Linked DNA regions of Zea mays: regions 1 and 2 are each linked to region 3. The links are chromatin contacts, called in public Hi-C maps. All regions are on one chromosome and are shown on one strand. Each heading gives the region's core, a stretch centred on a gene start, on an enhancer-like site or on the middle of the called end of the contact. The rest is flanking DNA. Distances are from core to core; before and after follow the strand shown. Region 1 holds the start of LOC542534 (initiator-binding protein 2). Region 2 holds the start of LOC100193025 (putative laccase family protein). Region 3 holds the start of LOC100216906.

Evidence for each region. Hi-C and Micro-C count contacts between places; a contact is called where the count stands out from the background.
Region 1: a contact with region 3 is called in a Hi-C map of bundle sheath, with 2.6 times the contacts expected there. The contact joins the promoter of LOC542534 here to the promoter of LOC100216906 in region 3. A contact is called at or near these places in 6 of 25 Hi-C or Micro-C datasets (bundle sheath, ear, leaf and 1 more).
Region 2: a contact with region 3 is called in a Hi-C map of tassel, with 3 times the contacts expected there. The contact joins the promoter of LOC100193025 here to the promoter of LOC100216906 in region 3. A contact is called at or near these places in 2 of 25 Hi-C or Micro-C datasets (bundle sheath and tassel).

Annotation. Positions count from the first base shown.
Region 1 is chr1:40,289,088-40,292,497 of Zm-B73-REFERENCE-NAM-5.0, forward strand. It overlaps LOC542534 (initiator-binding protein 2), which reads left to right and starts at 1,576. Exons shown (of 10, transcript NM_001324298.1): 1 at 1,576-1,839; 2 at 2,779-2,959; 3 at 3,064-3,410. The coding sequence starts at 2,870.
Region 2 is chr1:39,862,999-39,866,414 of Zm-B73-REFERENCE-NAM-5.0, forward strand. It overlaps LOC100193025 (putative laccase family protein), which reads right to left and starts at 1,666. Exons shown (of 6, transcript NM_001138193.1): 1 at 1,468-1,666; 2 at 1,009-1,160; 3 at 293-540; 4 at 84-212; 5 at 1-2. The coding sequence starts at 1,581.
Region 3 is chr1:40,092,196-40,095,621 of Zm-B73-REFERENCE-NAM-5.0, forward strand. LOC100216906 reads right to left here and starts at 1,394. Exons shown (of 3, transcript NM_001359518.1): 1 at 1,195-1,394; 2 at 1-571. The coding sequence starts at 540.

The DNA.
Region 1 (3,410 bases), core at 326-2,825, 200 kb after region 3:
AGATAGATATACTAAATATGACGTGCTAATGAGAAAATCAAGTAAAACACCTACATGATATAGTAGATGAAATTATAGAAGGATATGTCGGCCAAACAAATAGTATGACGTGGATGCCTTACTTTTTGATATACTGAAAATAGTAAACATTTAGTGAAAGATGGTGTAGCATTTATTAAGGATGATGTGGCGTTTAGTGAGATATAACATATGGAGCTTGTATGCAGATATTAAAGTTAGTGGGGTTTACTTTTAAAAGAGATATAGATATAGGTTAAGTATAACATATGGATAGCTTGTTTGCAGATATTAAAGATGGTAGTCTTTTATAAGAGACATAGGTATATGTTATATGAGACGACAAAGCAAGTTTCTACTCAGTAAGAGTTTACAAATGCATTAAGGCTGTAAAATAATGTTTGCCTATTTTTGTCTGAGAGGATGAAGTATTTTTGAAAGTTGCTATGTATGTGTGCACGTAGAATTACGAGAAAGAAACCAAATAAGACTTGGGGTCTACAAATGGCATGCCATGCAAATTTGTACAGCCGATGTGTGTTCCTTTGTCTGATAATGCTAATAGTGGAAACTGATCGTACAGTGGTACCATTATGCAAAGATAGTAACGCAAAACCTGCAGTAGGAATTCAGTCCATTCTAATAAAAGACATCCATGATTATTCCGTAACGAACTAAACGGATTTCGACTAGATACAGATTAAAGTAGTGGATTTAATATTTCGTAGCTTTGTAAATTTGGAATCCAAAGAATGAACTTTTCTTAAACCCTAGAAATTCCATGCTGCGTATGCACCTTTGGTCCGGGCAATGGCCGAGTGAGATGCCAGCTGGACCTAGCACATATTTTTCTATGGTAGATGTATATATTTTAGAATCATGAAGACCACAAATTTCTTATCTAAAAATTATCTGGTTCTGCGTTGAAGAAGCTCCGGAATCTTAGCACCTTTTCAGGCATCACCCGTGGACATTCTCCACCGACCACCAATAGCCCGAAAACAGCAAAAACCCTCCATGAAAAGATTAATTTATAAATAAAAATATTTTAAAAACGGAGAACCCCGAATTAATTCCGTGAGAGAGACTGTGAAGTGGGTCTACATGCAGTTAATAATTACTAACCCCCTCACGTTTCTTTCCTAAAAACGTCCCTGCTATTCTCCTCACTTAAGCCCCACCGGTTAACGGGGGATCACTCCTTGGGTTCGTGGTCACGAGGGACTGGAGGGCCACCGTGCGATCCGACGGCGCGGCTGGCGCGTCCGCTCCCACACCGACGGCCTGGATTTGCGGAATTTATCACGGGCGCGGAGACGTCTCTCCCGTTGTAGTAAGCCGGGACAGGCGCCCGCTGCCGTCGGATCACGTGGCCCCGCCACGTGGACGCTGCGGGAGGGCGGAACCGGTCGTTGGGGTGGGGCCGCGTGGGGTTTAACCGGGAGCAGCCGGTGGACGCCCCTCCCCGGGATGGCGTGGGCGTAAGCGTAAGCGAGGCGGAGTTGGGGGGTTTAAGAAGGGGGGGTGGTTTTGAGGGGTTTTGGCCAACCCACACCACCGCACCACGCACCTCCACCACCAGAAGAAAAAACCAAGGCGGAGGGCGGAGAGGAGAGCAAGGAGGGTGAAGGGGGAAAAGGGTAATAAAAATAAAAGAGGAGAGGAGAAGCAAGACGAGGAGGAAGAGGGAGCACCCAGAGGTAGGGGAGGGGGAATAATTCCGCAGGGGCTGAGGGATCTCGGCGAGTCCGGCCGCGGAGCAGCGCAGCGAGGCGGCGATCCGAGGGCGATCGGAGGCGGGCGGGCGTAGACGCCGGCGAGGTGAGCACGCCGTGCTAGTTCCGCGGAATTCTGGCGAATTATGCGGTTCTGGGGCTGGGTTTCGTGTCTTGGTGCCCCGCTGTGAGGCGCTGCTGTGTTGGGGTTTTGCTTCCGCTCTGTTTTCGTCCATCCTTGTCCGAATTCTGCTTGCTTTGCTCCGATCCGCCGCTCTGTGCTCGGATAAAGAGGTGAAATTCGCGTCTTTCCGAGATTCCGGCACATTTCAGAGTCGCGGTTTGGATTCGTGGGGTTTTGCTTAATTTCGCGTCGAATTGCTGTGGATCGGGTGCCGAGATCGGATCTGGCCTCGCTCGATTCACGTTTTTCTCGACGTTCTTGTGCGCCTGTGAGGTTTCCGGTCGCTCTTCCTTTTTTTAGTCGACGTGCCCGCTTTCCTTTTGGCAGTTGCTTGCTCCTCGCGGATTCCGATGCACGAGGTTTTTTTTTTAAAAAAAAAAGTTTTCTTCTCCTCTCTCTCACTCTCCCTTTTGATCGCTTGGCGTGCTGGTTTACCTGGCGAATTTATTTGCTTGTGCATTAAATTCAGTGGCGAAACCATCTCGCAAGAAAAAACCTGAGGTCTTAACTCGGATCACGGGTTGAAGTATGAATTCTCTCTATTTCTTCTGCTGTTTTTGTGTTTGAGTTTTGATTCGTTTTTGGAGCGCAGCCTGCTGAAAATTCTTTTCATTTGGCTGTTTCACGACTAGATCTCTCGGTTAATCGGCTTGGGGTATTGGGATTATAACTTTTGGTAATTAATTACTTCAAACGCAGTAGTACTCCTATGATCGTTCCCTGTTTAATTAATGGAATGGAGGGTTTAAAGAAGATTTATCCCAAGTCACTGCGGAGATCCCAATGAATTATTTCCTCTTCTTTTTTTTCCTACCTACTAGTACCAGCTTTCATTTGCTGATTGCTACTGTGTTCTTGCAGATTTGTGTTGGTGACAAGCCATGAACAGCGCAACCACCAGTTGTTAAGTAACCCTCCTGTAAACTTGAAGCAACCGAAGCGGAGAGCAGAAATGGTGTTCCAAAAGAGGTCCTCGTCAGAGTTGGAGGCGTCCGGTGGAGGCCAAGTCGCGGAGATGCCGCGCGTTCCCAAGTCTGCGAGGGTACGCCGTACGCGGCTTTCAGCGCATCGATTCGGCCCTCTCTTCGCTGCCCTTGGTTGGCGAGTCTGACAAGGATGGTGTTTCTTGTTCGGTGAAATGTGCAGGGCAAGAGATCGGTCAGGAAGAAGGAGGCCCAGAACCCGCCCCAGATGTCAGCATTCGACCTTCTCGCGACGGTGGCAGGGAAGCTGCTTGATGAGGGGGTGGGCTCGCTGGGGAACATGAGCGCTGGTGCCCCAGCTTTGACTGCATGCGCGAAGGATGTCCGTGTGAAGAAGGAGCAGTGTGACGAGGAAATGAAGCAGTTCAAGCATGAGGTGACAGATCAGGATAGCTGCAATGAGAGTGCAATTCTCCCGCACATTGTGTTCCAGCGGGCGGTGAATAATGCTCGGAATGAGGATCCTAAGGCGAAGTCTGAGGCCCAGGACAAGGAATCCTCCATGATCAG
Region 2 (3,416 bases), core at 416-2,915, 230 kb before region 3:
GTCTATGGAAGCAGCACACATGTGACACATGACGGTGAGCTTGAACTTTTCAATGGGCCCTGGCTGAACGGGCCGAGTCTTACCTTTGCTGGAGCAGTTGTACAAAGGGCCCGGGAGCCCGTTGATGGTGAAGGCGTCCGACACGTTTGGGCCTGCTCCAGTCTGAAGCGCCTGGGCGACAATTGTCTCTGGATCCGCGTTGAACCACTCTCCTGCGGCCACATCGCACGTTAATTATCCTAGTAGTACAGGGCAGGCTACAAGCAGAGCAGAGCAGCAGCAGCAGCAGCACCGAAGATGACTGGGACGTCCTTGTAGGGTTTAACCGGGAGCGGGTATGGCACGCCGCGCTTGGGGAGGATGACGATGGCCCCGTAGAGCGTGGCGCGCATCCAGGAGACGTGCGCGTGCCAGAACAGGGTGCCCCGCTGCCCCGTGATGGTGAAGTTGTACACGAAGCTCTGCCCCGTCTGGATGGGGCACTGCGTCACGTACGCCGGCCCGTCCGACCACCCCGTGCGCAGCTGCCGAACGCCGTGCCTGTTGTTCAATTCGTTCGCGTGTACGTATATGCAGTTTGCATCGCACGCACCCAGAGGGAAGGCACACAAAAGCATCAGTACGGGCATGCAAATATATATCAGCTGCATTATATTGCATTGGCACGTCCTGAAAGACCTGAAACTAGGCTGCTGCCCACTTGGTCCTTTGCTAACTGAAAGGATGGCGAGCTAGCTGCTGATCGCATCCAGGAAACAAATAAAAAGGTGGTAGACGCTGCTTGTTATTAATTAGTTGCTGACACCAACCAGCAGGATCGAGACAGAGGTACGAAACGATGATTTCTCCGTTGAAACATGGCAGCTTTGCGAATGATGATCTAGGTTACTGCTGCAGTTCGTCGCGTCGTTGGTGCAAAGAAACATGGCAGTTCGTCGTCGTTGCTGCAGGGCAGATCGCTATATATATATGTATACTAATTACTATATACATGAAGAGAAAGTTTACCAGTGGATGGTAACGTTGTCCTTGACATTGTTCAGCACCTTGACGACGACGCGGTCGCCCTCCCTGGTGACTATCTTGGGGCCGGGGAACTGGCCGTTCACCGTCGGGATGGCGCGGGTGGTGCACAGCCGCGTCACCTTCTTCATCGTCACCTGCCATATATGCCACACACAAGCCCACACCACACATGACATGATTCGAAACGGCAGATGATATATAGACCCTGTCACGTCCGTCGTCCCAAACTTCCTTCATATATAGACGATGGAAGAACAGACGACCATGCATCAACAACAAGAACTACTAGCAGCTATAGCTAAATCACTGCGTGCGTGCGTGCATGCATGCATGCATGTGGGTACTCCTAGTCCTAGCCAGCAAGTATACGTACATAAGAACACACAGCATGCATGGACGAACGGCGGCTGCTTAATTGGTTGATGAGTGAAATGCACTTACGTTGAAGGTGTAGTGTCTGGTTGTGCCGCCGCCGTGTGACGACTGCGGCAACGCTACCAACGTGCCGAAGAACAGGATGAACGCAAGCCACGACGATGGCGGCGCCGCCCCCATCTCCCTTCCCTTGGCACGCAGATCGATCTCGGACGAGAGATCGAGGACGTACGGTTGTTATATATGGCCGGCCGCAGCAAGATAGCTAGCTAGAGCTATAGCTACAACACGCGGCAGGAATGAAGGGTTATATAGCGAGGAGGAGGAGGACAGTACAGTACTGACGACGGTGGTTGCATTCCTTCCTTCCTTCCTTGCAATTTATTAGGTGGCGACATGATATTTTCCCTTTTTTTCCCAGTGACAAGAAAAAACCGGGGCGGAGCGAGAATTAGGTGACGATGATGATCGAAAGGGTGTTGACAGGAGACGGAGAAAAAGGCGGGGCTTATTAGCGCCAGCCAGCGGCCGCTTTTGCCTGGTCATGTACAAAGAGTTGGGTCCGCCTGGATTTTAGAGTGCAGGCAAAGGAATCGCCCTTTTTGACGTATGGCCCCGCTAGCTGCTTGCTCTCGCTCTGGACGGACGTACATGTATTTTCTCCGGCGTCCAGCGCGCTCATTTTTTTTTTGAACCGTTCGATCTGAGTGCACCCTCGTCAGGATTCAGGAATCATGACTCATGACTGAGACTACTGAGATGATGCAGCCAGCCAATTATCTCCAACGTACGTATTACAGACTGAAGCCCGCGCCCGCCCCCCCTGCAGTGTTGTGATATGATCTTGTGTGTTCTTCTCAAGGAACGACCGCAAATTAACCGTCGCGTCGTCTGTTGAGATTTCCTTGTCGCGTCAGATCGAACGCTACCTTATTAACACTTGGCTAGGATTGGAGTGCTCAGCGGTTAATTTCAACAGTTTTTCTCCTGTAAACTGATAGACGGACGAACTAGAGATCAGAGTTTAGAACACTGCAGCTCACAGGTCCAGGCCACCTCTCTGTTGGATTGATCTTATGTGAATCCGGTCAAAGAGGGGACTTCTTGTATTATGATTGCATGCATAACAATACATTGGATTATTGGTTAACATTCCTCGCCCCATAAACCTAGGGACCTGATCTACTCTAATACGGCTAGCGATGGAAAGACCATCACCTAGCTAATGCACTCTCGGTGTCGTCGTCGCTATTGCACACCGACTCTAAGACTGGCTGCAGCGCAGGCCATCAGCCATCCTCTCTATATGTGTATATTTGGGCCGGGTCTGATGGGCCGGCCCGAAGCACAAAAAAAAATACACCCAGGCATGGCACGACCCGAAATAATTTAGTGTCAGGCTGACACGACCCGATATATCGGGCCGGGTTTGGTCCGAGGTCGCGGCCCATGGGCGGGCACGAGCACGGCTCGTTTAAGGCAGGCACGAAATGGCTCATATAGAGGCACGAAAAGGCCATATATTTATTAAAATCACACTTCATTCCACACTTTCATGTACTTGATAAAAAACACAAAGCTAGAGATAATGCTATTTAGATGTTTTTTGTAGCTTTGAATTAGAGTATGTGATGTAATTTTACTTTTGTTATGAACATTAGATAATAAACTGAACTTACGAACTTTGTATAGAGCTGATTATACTCTTTTTTCTTCTAACAAAATGATTTGTAAACAAGTTAGTCATTGCATAGCTCTGGTAACTTAATACAAATATTAAGTTTGCTTTTGGTCAAATTTATGTGTCTTATCTTTTTATTTGTTTTATTAAATTTGTTTTGAATTTAGGGCTGTGATGTGAATTTCGGGCCAAAAACTGAATTTCGTGCCATGATGTGAATTTCGGGTCGCCCGAAATAAGCCCCGCACGTTTAAGCAATTACGTGTCAGGCCGTGGGCCGAGGGCTAGGCCCATGGGCCGGCCCGAAATTCAAACGGGCCAGGCCGGGCCGAAA
Region 3 (3,426 bases), core at 144-2,643:
GCCTCGGTAAGCTTCCAGCTGCTCACTAAGTCCAATGTCATAGCGCCGGTTGCTATCCACTGTGCCACCAACACTGCTGCTCGTGACAGTACTTGCCACAGATTGTGTGCAGATGCTACTGCTACTCTCACTGGGGCTGTCCATGGACCAAGAGATCAGCTGGCGGTCAGGAGACGGTGGGAACTTGTGCCCAAGAATGTCATAGAACGGCTTTGCAGCAGCACGCAGTGCTGCTGACTCCGCCTGGTACATGCTAACTTTCTCATCAATATCCTCCTCCATGAGCATCCGGCTGATATAGTCGAGGGACTCATCTGAGATGAATTCCCAATCCTCTGGGTTGTCAGTTTCAGTATTGGCCCTTGACACAGTGGAGGAAGGATTTGAACAGGCTTCTGGTGCCATCTGGGGCACAGTGGCAGGAAGTGGATCGGCAAATCTGAAGTAATCACTTGCGCTGCTGTGGTCTGTGTAGCCATCATAAGACAGGCCTCCATAGAACATGCCAGATAGGTCGCCATAAGTATTATCCAGACCCATTGGTAAACTCCACGTAACCTTGCTGGAAGACCTGTTTCATTTCACCTTTTGTAGTTAGTAGTAACAAATTTGTCAACTCTTGCTAGGCAAACAAACATAGATCCACACTAATATCGCCTTATTTACAAATATCAACAAATGCTACAATCCTTAGCAACAATGATGGATCTTAATTCATAAGAAGCATACACAGATACACTAATCCGTTATCTCACTTTACTAATAAAAGTAAGATTAAGAACCGACAGGGTTACTCAATGAGTAGAGAAACAATTGAAGACGCGGATCAACAAGCCTAAAATCATGCGTGGAAGTAAGATATAGAAGGTTGATCATAAGAGAAATGGTGGGAAGCTCCCTTGACTAGCATGATCCACGCCACCGCATGAGTAAAGCAGCAACCAAACAGCAGATCCTCCTCAGTGGTTCCCCCATCCCCTTCTCCAAGGCTAAAATTCTAGCAGTCTCGCACGGCATGCAGCTATCCGCAAGAACTGATCACACACAGACCTCTCGTTCTCGTCCTCGCGCACTAGAGATCAGGGCACCAGAACCCACCCGAGAGAAGCAGCTTTCCCGTTGCTTCACTTGACCGCCAGAAGGAAGGAAACGACGCAGGAACGGGTAACACGAGGGGGACAGGGCGAGGCTGACCTTAGCTTGATGGCAAGGGACGCCGCTGACGAAAAGAAGGCCAGTAACTTCGCCCAGTCCGCGTCGCCCGGGCCTCCGCCTGCGCCGGCGCTAGCGCTGGCGCTGGTGATGGCGCCGGTGGTGGTGCGCCGCCGCTGGTGCTGGTGCTGGGTGTGGCGGCGATGATGTGACGCAGCCTGAGATGGACACGGGCATGGGAGTGGAGGGGTGGAGCAAATCCGAAAAGAATAATGCGAGGATGGTGTGCTCTGCTCCCGGGCCCCCTCTCTCTGCGTGCCGGGGGATTACAAAACCATGGGCGTCCGAACCTTCTCGGGGCCCGGCGGGGGGCGCCGTGGCGCGATCGCCGCCGTCGGTCCAGAGGATCGGGACGGGGGATTAAAGTAGTGGAAACAAACCCGAGCGCCCGGAGCGGCGCGGCGGCCCAGTCCCAGCGCGACACCTCGGCGCGTTTCCTGGCCGACGCGCACGCGCGCGGGGCCCAGCAGGTGATTTGCGGCTGCCAAAAACTGGGCTATCTACCTGATCTCCTCGTCCTCGGGTGCGAGTCCCCCATTTCATCTGGCACGTACGACCACCGATGCCGCCGGCACGTTAGCGTCTTACTAAAAAAGGACAGACCCTGTACCAGCACACATGCTGGTAGACGCTATAAACAGCAACACAGGGACGACATTTTTGTTTGTTTGCTTGGTTGTAAAACACGTTGTCATGGTCAGATTTAATTTTACCGTTGATTATAATTGACTTAGGGACGTTTATTTTGGATTATAATCTGTTCAGATTATATAATCCAATAAATTTTAAACTAACACTTTAAAATTTGTTGAATTATATAATTTAGACAGATTATAATCCCAACTAATCACCCACTTAGGGCTTGTTCAGTTCTACCCCAATCCATATGGATTGAGAGAGATTGAGGCCGTGTTCGTTTGTGTCGGATCGGTGGGTCGAAACGATTCCTAACCGGATTGCTTCTCTAATTTATATAAACTTTGATTAGCTGGAACGATTCCGGGTCCAATCCGACAGAAACGAACAAGGCCTGAGGGGGTTTCAATCCCTAGTAAGTCAAAATCTCTCTCAATCCATATCAATCCCTTTGAGGCCCTATTCGTTTTTATCAAACCCATGGGGATTGAGGGGGATTGAATCCCCTACAAGTCAAAATCCCCCTCAATCCACTTCAATCACCCTCAATACCCATGGATTAGGGATGAAACGAACAAAGCCTGAAAGGGAAATGTGCCATTGGCCATTTCTATAAGTATTTTGGTGATTAGATGTCCAACACATATTGAATGAGTTCTTATGTGCCAAATGAGTGAGAAGTGTGTAATCAAGAACAAGGTATGTTTCTAGACTTAGTGAATTGTTTTGAACACTAACATGGTTATCTAAGTGCTAGAAACAGTGCCAAGAAGAGAAGATTTGAATTGGAGAAAAGTTGGCAAAGTTCAGCCAACATCAGCTCGGGTCTGGCACACCGTGCCCCAGGCTGGCTCGACGTCAACTAGGCGCTCTCGGGAAAAGAGAAGGCGACGTGGCTATAAATCACCGGACTGTCCGGTGGTGCACCGGACTGTCCGGTGAGTCAACTGCGCCAGCGGCCAACGGTCGGCCGCGCGATCAGCGCGCGACACGTGGTTGCGCCAACGGTCGGTTGGGCACACCGGACTGTGTCCGGTGCGCCAACCGATCCCGAAGACCAACGGTCGGCTGCTCCCCGTATGGAAGGAAATCGAGCACCGGACTGCTACAGTGGCTGTCCGGTGCACCACTCAACAGAAGGCAAGAATTGCCTACCAAATTGATGTCCAATGGCTCCTAGCTGCCTTGGGGCTATAAAAGGGACCCCTAGGCGCATGAAGCAGAAGACCAAGGATTCTCTAAGCATACTAAGACATCCAGACTCCGCCTCCACGCATTTGATTCATTGTGTTAGTGATTTGAGCTCCGTTCGAGTTGTGAACTCCCTGTGTTGTGCTTTGAGCTCAAGTCGTGGCTTGTGTGCGTGAGTGTGCTGCAGACTGAATCTTGTGTGCGTTGTTTTCCCTCCCTTACTCTTGTGCTTTCTTTGAGATCATTATTGTAAGGGCGAGAGGCTCCAACTTGTAGAGATTCCTCGCAAACGGGAAGGATACTCAAAAGATAAAAGACCGTGGTATTCAAGTCGATCATTGGATCACTTGAAAGGGGTTGAGTGCAACCCTCATCCATTGGGACGCC